2 separate regions of the Capra hircus genome follow, and region 2 is linked to region 1. The links are chromatin contacts, called in public Hi-C maps. All regions are on one chromosome and are shown on one strand. The core of a region is the stretch at or near the end of the contact, and the rest is flanking DNA. Distances in the headings are between cores, read along the strand shown. Region 1 has its middle 29 kb from the start of UXS1. Region 2 overlaps UXS1 (UDP-glucuronic acid decarboxylase 1).

The links. Hi-C and Micro-C count contacts between places; a contact is called where the count stands out from the background.
Region 2: a Hi-C map of blood shows a contact between it and region 1, with 4 times the contacts expected there. The contact joins two enhancer-like sites. A contact is called at or near these places in 2 of 5 Hi-C or Micro-C datasets (both in blood).

The regions. Positions count from the first base shown.
Region 1 is chr11:45,275,091-45,279,714 of ARS1.2, forward strand. No RefSeq gene overlaps it. Among named protein-coding and RNA genes, the nearest start is that of UXS1, 29 kb to the right of the region's middle. Within about 2 kb of position 1,936, at least 1 of the 5 cell types and tissues checked has an H3K27ac peak or open chromatin away from gene starts, as enhancers often do.
Region 2 is chr11:45,351,466-45,356,089 of ARS1.2, forward strand. UXS1 (UDP-glucuronic acid decarboxylase 1) reads left to right here. Exons shown (of 15, transcript XM_018055321.1): 10 at 1,296-1,415; 11 at 1,889-1,932. Among named protein-coding and RNA genes, the nearest start is that of UXS1, 48 kb to the left of the region's middle. Within about 2 kb of position 2,031, at least 2 of the 5 cell types and tissues checked have an H3K27ac peak or open chromatin away from gene starts, as enhancers often do.

The DNA of each region.
Region 1 (4,624 bases), core at 686-3,185:
AATCTAATTGGAGAAAGAATTTTAAAAAGAATAGATACATGTATATGTGTAAATATACATATTTACTGGATATGGATACTGGATAAGAATACTGGAGTGGGTTGCCATTCCCTTCTCCAGGGGATCTTCCTGACCCAGGGACTGAACCCGGGTCTGCTGCATTGCAGGCTCACATGGCTACCACCTGAGCCACCAGGGAAACTCCACACATATGTGTAAGTATATATGTATACATATATACGCATTATATATATTATATTAAATAAAAAATAAGCATATACATACCATACTGGCATATACAAAATATGTATATTATATATATGTATAAAACTTATATGGGAGAAATAAAACTTGATATTACAGGTACCATATTTTTAAGGGAAAAATGAATATATGGCTGGACAAAAAAAAATGTTTCTGAATTCTTATGTGAAAATCTATAAACGTATCTGAAAATGAAGCCCTTTTGAAGGAGTCCATAGAACGTGTGCTCAAGAGCAAACCCCTCGATGGACTCCTGGTGTGCTCCTACCAGCCCAGGGGGACAGCCTCCTTCCTCCTGAGGAGCAGGGAACCAACATTGCAGCCTCAGTTTTCACCAGCATGGCCGAAGGCTGCTCCTGCTGGTGTCTTCTCCTGGGTGCTTCTGGAATGTTCTGAGCAAGCCGGGCCTGGCAAAGAAACCTCTCGGTGGAGAACCCCAGGTGCTTGCAATAGAAGCTTACAGAACACCTAGGGAGGACCACACCTGAGGGGCCTCTGGCACCATCAGCATCCTCTGTGCATGCAGGTGGGAGGCAGCCGGCAGACCGCGATACAGCCTGTAGATGTGGCCCCTGGGACCGGTGCACCGGGAGACACAGACCACTGCCTGGCCTCCCCGGCTCCTGGGGAGCAGCTGTTCAGTCTCAGGAACAGCCAGTCAGGTCTGTTCGCACAACTCCTCTCTGCTCGTGGGGCAGGAGACGTCCTCCAGGCAGTTCTGACCCCGGGTCACCAAGTTCACCAGGCCCCGAGGTAAAGACAGAAAAGTGTTCTCTGGGAGCCACCCTGGCCAGCTGTGCCTGTCAGCGAGGGCTTTGACCTGGACACTGGGCAGAAGGTGACCCCTGGGACGTGAAGGGGTGCCTTCTTTATTTTGCTGGCTACTTGGGAGTTTTCATACATCCAAGCTGACAGGATACCCTGGACATGACGTGCAGAATGAAAAAAAAAAAAAAAAAAGACCATTTACAACTTAGTTTGTGGTTTCTGCAGACATTTCACTTTCCTGATTTAGTCTGAATTCAGATCTGCCCCAACGTTCGTGTCCCCGTCAAGCTAACACTATTTAAACGTTTAAATTGGCCAAAAGCATGTGTAACTGGATGAATTTTTGTCATGTCGTCGAATCTGAGTCAGTCTCTCACCCACCTTTGAAGGTACAAGACTCATTTCTCTGATTGTTTGCCTTCTGAAGTTCGATCATAGAGCATCTCTAAGCAGAGTTTATGACATGATCAACTTGAGATTAAAAATATCCATCTCATATTTTTGGGTTTCACAGCTGCTGCTGCTTCAAAAACCCATCGCTTTGCTGTGTTTATTGTCGTATCATTTATAATATGTCCATAAATCCAGAGCCGATTATTCCAGTTTCTCATTTGCTGCCAAGAAAAAGTCCTCCACCATCTCAGCTTCTCCACTGATGGATCCTTTCCATAAGAAAATTAGAAAGCTTCCAACAATGCGTCTGATGTACAACTTATGATTTTTTCTCCTTTCCAAATGACACAGGCTTCCCAGAAGGCGCTAGTGGTAAAGAAAGTGCCTGCGGATGCAGGAGGTTGCGCAACTAAAAACAACGAAACAACATGGACCCAGGGAAAGAGGGTTGAAGATGATGCCTGCGCCCACCTCTGGGGCCGGAGGAGCAGGGCTGGGGCGTGGCCAGAATGTACCAGTGAGGGGGAAAACCTGTGCCCAGCATCCAGCCTCTCCCCTCCTCCGGAAGGGATCGATCGGAGCGCCACAGCTTAGCCGCTGTATCTCCCGGATTCCCTGGACCAAATCCCTGGCTTCGCGGAGTGCTTTGTCCCTAAACATCTGCATGTACAGCTGCCGAGGAGGAGGCATTGTGGCCTCTGAAATGATGTTTTTTTCCTCCTACTGTCCATTTCTTACAACACTGTTGGGGAGGTTTAACCATGATTCATCTTGGTTTCTTGTAGTAGTAGTATTATTGTCATTGTTGTTAGCGGAAAGTCTCCGCGCGTTTGGGCAGGAACAGAGAGCAAGTCTCTCCTGCTTCTGTGATTTGCAGACAGAAGGGCCGATGCTTTTCCCACTCTGCGTCCCTCCCCCCACTTCAGTCTGCCCTTCTTCCTCCTTTGTCACCATGACCTCTTCTCCTTCTAAAGAAACTCTACTGGCAGTTTCCCCTGTGGGGAATCTCTGTTTGGGAGAAAGTTTCCTTTCCGGGTTTAGGGCCTTCCTGTGCCTGACCCCAACCTCTCAGCACCTCACACAGCCCTGCAGACACCCCAGGGCCCCCTCCAGCTCAGCAGGCCCCACCAGTGCCCGCCCTCCCCCCGGAGCTGTCCTGCCTTCTCTCTGCTCCCTCCGGAGGAGGACCAAGGGCCCCCTGGTCCTGGCACAGGCACTGGGGTGGGTAGGGATCTCTCAGCACCCGGCTCTCCTGGAGGTGCTGGATGCAGGTCTCTGCCTGAGCTGTCTGGTGCCACAGGCTGCCCTGCCACCCAGAGCTCCGTCTAGAAGAGAATCTGCCGAAGAGAGGGGATATGCTGAGAGAATCTGGCAAGAGCAGCACTGACGTGAGCCTTCTTTGCAGCTAAGATGTTTCTGTTGTCGAATATCTATGACCTGCCCCTCACATCCGTCTATGAACTTGTGGAGGAAAGCTATCCTATTTATCCATCTTCCTACCCCTAGGGCCTGTGATGGTGCCCATCATGGAAAAGACACAATCAATCATGGTTGCACTGAATTAAAGTCATGTTTCTTGCTGGAAACTGTGGTTCATACCGGGTCTAGACAACTACTGGGAAGTAAGAGATGTGTGCAGTCCATACAGTTTTGAAGACCCAAACACATTTTCTTTTCTTGAAGGGACAGCAGGAGAATAAATAAACCAAGGAGACCTGAGGTCAAAGTGCTAACATCTGAGCCCCTCGTTGATAAACTTCACGGATGGACGCTCCCTTGTTTAGAAAAATAATTGGTGTAAAATTTTCAAACCTGCATTCTTAAAAAGTCAATGTGGGACATCCATGGTGGCATGGAGGATAAGAATCCACCTGCCAATTCAGGGGGCACAGGTTCCATCCCTAGTCTGGGAAGATCCTTCACGCTGTGGGGCAACGAAGTCCATGTGCCACAACTACTGAGTCTGTGCCCGGGAGCTGCAACTGCTGAGCCGACATGCTGTGGCTACCGAAGCCCGTGGCCCTGGAGCCCGTGCTCCGCAACAAGAGAAGCCACTTCAATGAGAATCCTGAGCACACAACTAAAGAGTAGCCCCCGCTCGCCACAACCAGAAGAAAGCCCACATAGCAATAAACACCCAGTGCAGCCAAAATAAGTGAATAGATAACATTATTTTTTAAAGGTCGATGTAAAAACAGTAGCAGTTGTGATCATGCATTGTGTTGATTTGCTGCCTTGTAAGATACATCCCCGTTCAGGCAATTTTCAGAGAAATTTTGCAAAGGAAATAACTTTTATTTTACTCTTCCAGTGTCAATAACACCTCCATATCCCCTGCTCACTACAAAATTGGGGTCTTATTAGCAGAGGAAGACAGGAAAGACTAATGGGCAAAGGACAATATTTGCCATTTTTGTTATCAGGGAAAAAAAAAAAAAATGGGTGCAGTTTCCTCAAGGAGCAGCAGAGGGCAGCAGTGGGCCCACATCTCACAACAGCCGGACCCTAAACAACCCTTGAGTATCTGCCTCTGACTTTGCCATTTGAGCATCACTGAGGGGCTGCCTTGATTCATGGACCTAAGATTCCAGGTTCCTATGCATTATTGCTCTTTACAGCATCGGACCTTGCTTCTATCACCAGTCACATCCGCAACTGGGTATTGATTTTGCTTTGGCTCCATCCCATCATTCTTTCTGGAGTTATTTATTCACTGATCTCCAGTAGCATATTGGGCACCTACCGACCTGGGGAGTTCCTCTTTCAGTATCCTATCATTTTGCCTTTTCATACTGTTCATGGGGTTCTCAAGTCAAGAATACTGAGGTGGTTTGCCATTCCCTTCTCCAGTGAACCACATTATAACCTGGAATGTTAGGTCCGTGAATCAAGGCAAATTGGAAGTGGTCAAACAGGAGATGGCAAGAGTGAACATCGACATTCTAGGAATCAGCAAACTAAAATGGACTGGAATGGATGAACTTAACTCAGATGACCATTATATCTGCGGGCAGGAATCCCTTAGAAGAAATGAAGTAGCCATCATGGTCAACAAAAGAGTCCAAAATGCAGTACTTGAATGCAATCTCAAAAATGATAGAATGATCTCTGTTTGTTTCCAAGCCAAACCATTCAATATCACAGTAATCCAAGTCTATGCCCCAACCAGTAACGCTGAAGAGGCAGAAGCTGAATGGTT
Region 2 (4,624 bases), core at 781-3,280, 76 kb after region 1:
CACACTCTCTTGAAAATCTGTACAGTAATGTACCTACTGGGAGTCCTTTGGGTGGTGGCCCTCAGAAGGTGTCACTCACTGCCCAACGCATCTGCTGCAGATGCCGCCTGCCAGGGCTGCCCACCGAGAACCCAAGCAGATGATGTTGCCTGTGTGCAGAAGTCACGTGGCAGGCAGGGTGACAGTGGGCATCCCCCTGGGGACATTGTACAGACTGATCCCTGTCTTGGTGTCCAGTCTAGGAGTTGCCCATGGACACAGGCTCAGCAGTTTTTGTGACACTGGGGTCTGAGCCAACAGTGCCAAGTAACTTGTGGGTTCTGGTCAGCACACTTGCCCCAGGACTTGTGTCTGCCCAGGTGAGCAGTGCGTCCCAGCTGTCTAGAAGTGCCCCCCCGCGAGGCCTGCCCTGTGGGTTGGGGGCATGTGTGGGTCCCCACTCTCCACAGCCCTCACTTACTCCTGGTGGGGGGCCCTTCGGTCCAGGAGACACATGTCTGTTGTCTGGTGGGTTGCTCTAAGAGTTCACTGTTTCAGAGCAGGTGATAGAAACAGTTATCACTGACAAAGCAGCCTGTGAAATTAATAGTTTGCAGAAGGCTTTGGGGGTTTAAAAAATACATACTTTCCTGATTACATGTTTGAAAGTGTGTTTTCCCCAATTACAGAAGTAATAGATGTTTATTGTAATGAAAATATAGGAACGTTGGAAACAACATGCAGAAGAGAGTGAAGGTTGTACAATCTCACCACGTGGGACTCCCATTGCTGTGATCAGTGTTAAGCGTGTATCTTCCCAGGCGTTGAGCTGATCGCTTGTATCAGGTGCTAGGTGGTCTGTTTTTTCACTAAACAGATGAGTTTTTCAGCAGAACAGAGGGGATGTAGGTACAGTGTGGTCCTTTCCCAGGACAAAGTGCTGTCTTACTTTCCTTCAAATCAGCTGTTAAACATTCACTGACGTTTAAATCTGTTGAGTGATGAATTTACACAAAACTATGTGAAAGAGATTGGGAAATAGATGCATAGCATGATGCTTGTTGAGAAAATAGATACTTATTTCCTGGGGCAAAAAATGTACACCCATCATTTCCTCTTGCCCCGATTAACTGCCTCGGGTTTCTGCAGTGTGTTCACATCAGGGGCTCACTCACAGGGGCTCCTGTGAGTTTGGGGTGACTCTGCAGACTCCAGGCTTAATTACAGAGCACACACATCCCGTGTGTGCAGGGCAAGACCCCTGTATCCAGAAGGAGCAGCCACGAGGCATGGGGCTCACATTCTCTCTGTTGCAGGAGGGCGTGGAAGTGCGTGTGGCCAGGATCTTCAACACCTTCGGGCCCCGAATGCACATGAATGATGGCCGGGTGGTCAGCAACTTCATCCTGCAGGCTCTGCAGGGGGAGCCGCTCACAGTGCGTGGCCAGCAGGCGGGCGTGGGGATGTTTTCTGGGGGGGCTCGGAGTAAGGGCGTCCCATCCAGGGGAGCTGGCCCTGAGTCCCATGTCCCTGCTGCCCTCGGAGGGAGGGAGGGAGGGAGCCTTTGGGAGCTGTGACTGAGGACGGGCTCAGGTTACCCTGTCCCCAGCCACAGACACCCTGGTGCCTTGGGCGCAGGGTCTGCCTGTGAAGACCCCTCTACATGCTTTTGGCCGCTCCCCCTGGGAGGGGTGTCTCTGTACTCAGGGCCCCTCAAGGTGCCTCTGGGGGAGGTTCCAGGTCTGGTGGCGGCCTTCCCACAGTAGGACCCTGGGGTGTCATCCATGGGGGCTGGACCCTCTCCCACGTGACCTGGCAGGGCCTGGAGCCGCAGCCTCTGGATCCCGAGGGCATCAGGGTTGAGGTCCCTGTCTGCGGTTTCAGGACCCTCACTGTCATCTCCCCGCAGGTGTACGGATCTGGATCGCAGACGAGGGCCTTCCAGTACGTCAGGTAAGACTCCGGGCGCAGCTCCCATCTGAGCTGCTCCGCCTCTGGCGGGACTGATTGCTCTGCTCCTCCGTGGGTGCCTGGGATCTCTGTGAGCGGAGGTCAGACGTGCTGGTCCCTTGCTGCCCCCTAGTGTCTGGTCGGCAGACCCACCGGCCCTGCCGGCCACCCGGGGGCTCCAGGTCAGCCTGGTGAGGCGCTGGCCTCTGCATCCAGCAGGCTCGCAGATGTTGGAATCAGACCCTGTGGACACGGCCTCCTGGGTGGACGAGATCGTCATCATTGAGGGAAAGATAAGGCCGAGTGTCGTATTGTCAAGGAGTGTGGTGTCAAAACTACACGCAGTTAAAGGCATTTTTAATAACTTTGTTGAATTATCTTGCAGGTAATATTTACATTTTCTAGGTCATCCTCCTAAATCTAGCTTTTTTGTCAGCCAGTTTGGTTGGTGACAAGTTTTACAGTGCAGTCTAGGTTCTAAGAGTTACTGTGTGAGCAGTTACATCTTCCAGACTGTTCTCCCACGTGCCAGGAGGTGGTGAGTCCTGCATCGTTCTGTGGTGTCCTGAATCACTGGGCACATGCTAGTTGTGTGTTTTGGTACCTTGTGCACTAGGAAACGCCATTCCTGGTGCCCTGTGGCCACCCCGGGGGTGCTGTCAGGGGAAGTGGAGGCAGGTAGCCACCAGCCCCACCCCGGCCCAGGGAGTCACCCTAACTTTTGCCTGGCTTAAAAGAGAGAAAAAATTAAACATGTAACCACTGTAGATTTTTTTTTTTCCCATGCAAGTGTTTGTGAGTTTTCACATTTAGTCCAGAGGAACGTTGTGAGTAAATGTATATAATGAGCAGTGTTTTTTTCTCACACCTGTTAGTATGTTGGCCAGGAGGGCAAAGTGCCTGAGACCATCTTGTCACTGGCCCACTTTGTTGCCCAAATATTCTAAGAAGGGATTTGAGCACAACCTAGCAGCCTGTTTCCAGGTCAGGGCACTTGACCCCAGAGCCATGCACGCTGAGGGAATGGGCGAGGTCTGTGTCAGTGTGGGGACTGCTGGGGGGAGGGGTGTGTCTGCATCAGATACCACCTGCTTTAGTGAAACATCTCCATCCCACCCCCCACCCCTCTGCGCACTTCTCAGGGATCTTGGCATCTTAGTCACATTGAATCTCCTCCAACAGCCTCATCAAGGCTCCCAGACTCCTCCAGCCATACCACCTCGTGGAATATTCCAGAGTCTGTACAGTAAACAAGACATCAATCAAAACACATTCTTATTTCAAAGGCATCAATCAGATATGAAATCATTTAAAGTAGCCTCTCAGGTGCTTTTTTTTTGCTGATGGTTAAAGTCTTTTAAGCATTACGTGATACGTGGGTTGCATTCTGTCCCAGCCAGGACAGGACACGCCTTGCTGCCCACCCTGTACAGCCTATGTGCCCCTTACTGACCAGACACCAGTGTCTGGTGTTTTAGAGACCTTGATGCGGTCACTGGAGTGTTTCTGGGGACCTTCTGGGCAGAATATCTCTTCATGGGGCTTTGCTGTCTGCTGGTCTTGCTTCTGGGGTCACTGGGCCCTGATACATGAGGCTTCCCCGACCTCCCCAAACTTGGGGAACGAGCTTCCCTGGCCTCCACTCTACCTTGTTCAAGGCTTGGCCAAGATGGTCAGCTCACCAGGGCTAGGCTGTTTTAAATAAGCTAGTTTATAGAAACTGAGACTCTTCTACTTCACAGTTACTAATCAAAAGGCACAGTGTCGGGACCTTGCATTGCTGAACTAAGTTACCCATTTCCAAAATCCACGGTTGCCTTGAAGCAGCATGGCACAGTCTCTGAGTGACTGTTGGGGTCTCAGGGTGGCCTGTGCGCCGATGTCTTGTCCTGTCTGTGCCTGGTGCTCTCGTAGGCAGATTGCATCCTCACCCCATCACAGAGGCAATGCAGTGTTGTCTTAAAAAGTAGCTTTGTCAAAATGACACTTTAAAAGAACTTCAGGTTAAATGGATATAATCTATGCAACTCTGACCTTAGAAGTGGATGGTTTGTTGCATAAAAGATGCATGCCTCATCTCCACCTCCACCGAATGATTGCATGATGCTATCACCTTCCAGCTTAGTATGGGGATCACTCCCCCTCCATTTCAGTGTTAAAAACCCATGGATGCTACTGAACAGCAGCTTTCAATTTCATTCCAAATAGGCAGAGACGTGTGTCATCAGAGGGGGAGTTGGGATGTGGTCACTACCGCCATAGTGATGGAGGGGCCTGTGTTCGTTTCTAGCAGAGAGGAAACATCCTGGGTCACCGAGTGTCTATCTGCATCTGTGCTTGATCTGCAAGAGCAGAGTGGACTTCAGGCATGTTCCCAAAACACCCACTGGTTGTAAACAAGATCCTAGAAAATCGTGTTTGCTAAATAGCAACCCCCCCCCCTGATTTTTTTTCCCCTTGATTTAAAGGAGAGGGGGAAATGAAGGTGTTCTTTCGGAGGTAAGCACAGTAACGTGCTCCTTACTGGTTGTGATGGAGGAGGAAGGAGAGGCTCCCAGTGGCTGCGTGTGCAGAACCCCCACAGCCTCATCAGAAACACAGCTTGGGGAGTGCCTTAGCCTGTGCTTACGTAGCACTGAGGTGTCATTTTTACAAAGGCACTTTTTTTTTTTTTTTTTTTGACAAAACCACTCTT